Linked DNA regions of Rattus norvegicus: region 1 is linked to region 2. The links are chromatin contacts, called in public Hi-C maps. All regions are on one chromosome and are shown on one strand. The core of a region is the stretch at or near the end of the contact, and the rest is flanking DNA. Distances in the headings are between cores, read along the strand shown. Region 1 holds the start of Uaca (uveal autoantigen with coiled-coil domains and ankyrin repeats). Region 2 overlaps LOC134480063 (a long non-coding RNA gene).

The links. Hi-C and Micro-C count contacts between places; a contact is called where the count stands out from the background.
Region 1: a Hi-C map of Schwann cells shows a contact between it and region 2, with 4 times the contacts expected there. The contact joins the promoter of Uaca here to the enhancer-like site in region 2. A contact is called at or near these places in 2 of 12 Hi-C or Micro-C datasets (Schwann cells and psoas muscle).

The regions. Positions count from the first base shown.
Region 1 is chr8:70,153,760-70,156,459 of GRCr8, reverse strand. Uaca (uveal autoantigen with coiled-coil domains and ankyrin repeats) reads right to left here and starts at 1,346. Exons shown (of 19, transcript NM_001195564.1): 1 at 1,200-1,346. The coding sequence starts at 1,283.
Region 2 is chr8:70,118,681-70,121,380 of GRCr8, reverse strand. LOC134480063 (a long non-coding RNA gene) reads right to left here. Exons shown (of 2, transcript XR_010054196.1): 1 at 1-2,700. Among named protein-coding and RNA genes, the nearest start is that of Uaca, 35 kb to the left of the region's middle. Within about 2 kb of position 1,255, at least 13 of the 93 cell types and tissues checked have an H3K27ac peak or open chromatin away from gene starts, as enhancers often do.

The sequences.
Region 1 (2,700 bases), core at 97-2,596, 35 kb before region 2:
TACGTTTTCATATAACCTAGGCTGGACTTCAACTCCCAGGCTGGCCTTGAATTTGTGATCCTCCAGCCTCTGCCACCCAAATGCTGGGATTACAGACAAGCATCGCCACACCCAGACTCCAAAACATTTTTCCTTTTTTTTTTTTTTTTTTTTTTTTTTTGGTTCTTTTTTTCGGAGCTGGGGACCGAAGCCAGGGCCTTGTGCTTCCTAGGCAAGCGCTCTACCACTGAGCTAAATCCCCAACCCCCCCCCCCTTTTTTTAAGTCTAGTTTCTCCAGTTCCCTTGAAGGCCAACTAAACTACTAGTAAAAGTAATCCTTTAGACAGACACTGATCTGAATTAGTTCAAAACCAGGCACAAATGAATTTGTATCTCATAAAAAGCATATAACCCCTAGCTGAAAGCTGCACAAAATTATAAAGGTCCTTTTTAATTAGGAACATCGGGCAATTTGCACATTCCATTTCCTCTGTATTTGACTCTGAAAGACTTTTAAAATAGAACTTCCTTAATAACAGAATTATGATGAGACGGCCATTCTAACCTGCCAAACTATCCAAGTTCCAACATCTGCAGTCAGGATGTTTCCCAAGATTTCTGTTCTCTCTGCCAATTTACAGAGAAGCCTTACAACTCCACTTCTCTCCGCTCGCACACGGAGGCCAGGCTTCAGCTCGGCACCCATGTTCCGCACCCACCTGCCCCACAGGTGGGATTTACTCTGCCAACAGGACAATCACCTTCCCGACTTCGCCAACTCCAGGGTCAAACACAAGCGGGGCTTTGTCTGTATTCGAGAGATCCCTATTCTTGCCCAGCCTGGCTAAGAACCAGACTTCCCCTGTGACAGTCTCAGCGGAGGACACACAACGTCTCTCCCAACTCTGGCACGCCTGAAAGCCGCGGAGAATGGTGGGTCCGGAGTCCGCACAGGCGGCGCGGGCGGCACCGGGTGGAAGACGGGAGCTACCTGGCCCGGTATCCCGGGCGCCCAGCGCGACCGGACAAGCGAAGAGCGGGATGGCACCACGGGAAGACAGAGAGGGGGTCTCCCGGAGGAAAGGGGTGGGAATAGGGTACTCCGCAAAGGCCAAAGTGAGAAGGGGACGCAGGACTTCTCCGAGAAGTTCTGATCTGCTATGAGAGGCGCAAGAGAGAGGAGAGGATCCCCGAGGTCCCCTCCTCAAGAGCTGCTCACCGAACTGGTCACCGCGGTGGGAGATGTGGGTGACGTGGGACCGGGCGCGTCCTGCCTCCACAGCCGGGACTTGAGGCTCTTCATGGCCGCGGCTCTGAAGGGTCCGGGTCCCCACCAGGTTGCGGGCTGCGAGGGCAAGAGCCGGAGCTGCTGACGCCCGGGCGCGCGCGGGGCCCGCCCCACCTGCCACCTGGGGGCCCCGGGGGCTACGCTCAACCCCGTCCCTCCGGCAGCCAATTGGGCCCGTCGCCTGGCTGGGGTGGGGTCGGTCCAAACCAATCGGAAACCGGGAAGGGGGCGGGACTTCCCTTTTAAACTTCATAACACCCTTCCTCTCCCCTCTGGAGGAAAAGTTGGAGAACTTCAGCTATGAGGGCGTGTAGAGTTGTGCTACTCAGTGAACGGAGGCATAGCGCCGGCTCCTGGCCTGTGGTTCCTGCACACTTGGGTGGTCTAAGGTTAGAAAGATCCAGCCTAGACCTGTTCTTATCTCCCCAGGCTCCACTCTTCTTCCCATACACAAGCCCTTTATAGGTTAAAATTATCTTCCTCTTATCGGGTCCCAGCTTAACCTACATACAAACCAGCTTGCAGGAGCAACTTCCCATCTAGGATCTTCATGAGAAAAAGGACCACAAGTCTTACCGCCACACACATGGGAATCTCTGGGGCCAACAACCTATAAGAAAAGGGAGCTGCATTTTTAGATGGAGAGTTAACACGCTAGGAGTCAGTGTATGCAGTGCTGCGGGAGAGATAGTTTAGCAGTTATGAGCACTGGCTGTTCTTGTGGAGGGTGGTTTTTTCTCAGGACCCACATGGCAGCACACAAATGGCTTTAACCTTCCCCCCAGGGGAGGCGATGCTGTCTTCTGGCCTCCGTGGTTAAGTGTTAGTATACTGCTGTGGAGGGAAAAATGGAACAGAGTGTAGTCAATAAAACTTCACTCGTAACCAAAAGTGAGGGGGAAAAAATGACCAAGAGGGATTGGAAGGAGAAGTTGGGGATATGTATAACTGAAATACATTGTATATAAAATTCTCCAAAAAATGTAAAATATTATATTTTTAAAGTGCCATGTCCTTTTTGTAGACACAACAGGCATAAGTACGCAAGGCATTAGCTCATCTGACACAGAAGTCTGAACCAAGGAAAACTATTTAAGGCTGGGATGAGGACACTTTCTGGCAAACAACAGGAGGCTTCAAAAAATCTTCCTTGTTGTGAGATTTTCCCAAAATGTTAGGTCTCACATAGGATGACATGAAAAGACAAACAGCCTGAACTCACAAAGGCTCCTTTTTGTCTCCAAGGGCAGTTTCTTTCTTCACCTTCCCCTTAGAGTGGATCTAGGCTTGATTGTAAAAGTGAGAAAATTTTCAGAAATCTCCTGAAGATACAGTATTCAGAGACCATTAATCCTGAGCAGAAAATCAGTAACCAAAAAAAGGGAGAAAATGGCTAAAGTTTCTCTTGGTGAGACTTAAGGAATCTTGACTC
Region 2 (2,700 bases), core at 6-2,505:
TCAATTAACATAATCAAGATACCCCACCCCCCGTAGATATACCCACAGGCTAACTTGATCTAGACTAGTGGTTCTCAATCTGTAGGTTTGTGATCCCTTTGGAAGTCAAACAACCCTTTCACAGAAGTTAGATATCAGATACCCTGTGTGTCAGATATTTACCTTGCACTTTGTAACAGTAACAATTTTAAATTATAATTATGAAGTATCAGTGAAAATAATTATGGTTGGGGGTCACTACTCCACGATGTTGCAGCATTGGGAAGGTTGAGAACAACTGGTCTAGACGATCCTTCACTGAGATTCTTTTTCAGGGTGATTCTAGATTCTGTTAAGCTGACAATTAACAGTGACCATCCCAGAGATTTCTTCAATTCTCAGAATAAGATGCTAAGAACTTGGAAACACTCAGTCCAGTGACCACTGGTCATACATACATACATACATACATACATACATACATACATACAAAAGTTACTCATCCTGTGTCATCTACTTAGTCAGTTGGTCTTGATTTAAACTCAGTTGATGCTTTCACATAGTCTCAGAGGTGATAAAAGATCCAGGAATCTGGGTGAGAGATCAAGCTGTACTAGTTGAGGGAAGAAATACATATTGGCAGAGCAGAGGTGAGAAGGAAGGAGAGGTAGTTTGATGCATTCAAAGAGTCTCAGAGATGATAAAGGAGTCAGGAATTCAGGTGAGAGAGTAAAACCTGGACTCGTTGAGGGGAAAAAATGAGGATTGGTGGAGCAGAGGTGAGAGGGAAGGAGAGGCTGGTTACAGAGAAGAAGGAATTTGAAGATAGAAAATAGACTTAGTGGCTACCTTGTCGGCGGACAATAGAGGAGGAAGAGAGCACAATGGTGCTCACAATTATCAACAACTGAGTATTTATTAGTATCGGAGTTATGATTATCAATAGCTGGCATTGATCATACACTTTCAGAATGCCAGGTATCATTCTAGGTACTTTATGGACAGAACCGCATTACCCCTCACAACCCAGTGAGGTGGGTACTGCCACTGTGACCGTATTTCAGATGAGGAAACGGAGGCAGAGGGACACGAGCAGCTTGTTCTAGGTGAGGCAACTAGTGAGTGGGAAGGGTGGGGTGACTCTTGGGTGTCCAGTTCAGCGCCGAGTGGGTGCCTTCTTTTCAGACACAGGAAGTGAAGGGAGAAGATACACAAAACAGATGTGCAATTTGAGATGCCTGGCCTCACGCTGGGGAGAGCTCAGGAGGGCAGTGTGTGCCTAGGCAGGAGGCCAAAGAGAGCAACTGCACTGGAAATATCAGTTTTGACACCATCAGCTTGGCCATGTAGGGGGCGGAAAACATCGGCCAGGGACAGAATGCCAAGGACAAAGTCAAGGACAGGATCTGGGGAAAATCCCAAGAGCAAAAGAGCCTGTGGATGAAATGGAGCCAGATATATTGTGGAAAGGAGCCGCTGAAAGACTAAGATAGGCACCAGGAGCAAGCGTGTGGTAGCACAGGCTGGGAGGGGGGAAAGGGTCTCTCCAAGTGGACAGTGCTGCCTGTGTCAGAAACACCAAGGGATGGAAATATTGACAAGAGCCATACAGCAGCCACTGAAAGTATACACTTGGGGTCGAATGCCTGGAGGACTCCACCTCCCGGAGCCCCTGGGTCATGGTGTCACACTGGGGCAACCAAATCTCAGTGCTTCATAAACAGGCAGATTCCTGGGGCCTATTCCTGAGACTTATATTTACAAGGTATGGAGCTCCGGCCCAGGAATCTGAATCTTTAACAAGGTAAGGCTCTGAAGATGGTATTTCTTTCCCCCACCTGCCCCAGATTCTGGGTTCTTGTTAAATGATCCGTGCTCTCTGCTTTGGGAGATCAGCGTGTGAGCGGCCAACCTTTCCAGTTCATTCCTTCCCCCAGGGCCTTGCTTCACAGGCTGTAGGAGACAACCATATCCAAAGACAACAATGAGCAAAATCTGTCTCTCTGTCTCTGTCTCTGTCTCTGTCTGTCTGTCTGTTTATCACACACACACACACACACACACACACACACACACACACGGCAGAGAGAGAGAGAGAGTGAGAGAGATAGAGAGAGAGAGAGAGAGAGAGAGAGAAAGAGAGAGAGAGAGAGAGAGAGAGAGAGAGAGAGAGAGAGAGAGAGAGAGAATCACAGAGAAAGCCACTTGCTTCCAAATTAAACACACATCTGCATACCACCTAAATGTACCCACTGTCTTCCAATCCCCAAAGCAAAGCCAGACTGGTCCTGGTTAGGGCTGGGATGGGAGAAAATAAACCCAAGTAAGTGCCTGTAAACACAACCAATCCAGCAAAAAGGTAGGAAAACAGAACGATAAGATGGTTCTAAACCATTAGGGTCAATATAGATGTATTTATTCTTAGCATGTAGGGGACAGAGAGGGGGTGGCTGAGAACTGTAGGGAAAGAACAAGAGCTGGAAACCTGGGACGGAAGCACACGGACCAACCACGAGACCAGAGGTGGAGTCACACTGGGCCAGCTGTGGAGTATTTCCACATACGCCAAGAATTTGGACTCAGGCTCGAAGAAGTGGAGAGCCCGTGTGGTTTTGAATCAGGAACTCTGCATTGTATTTTAGAGCGCTCAGGAGATCAACTGTGGGAAGCTGGAGGTCTCTCTGTCTCCTGTGGCATCCAGCAGAGGGTCTCCGTCAGTGA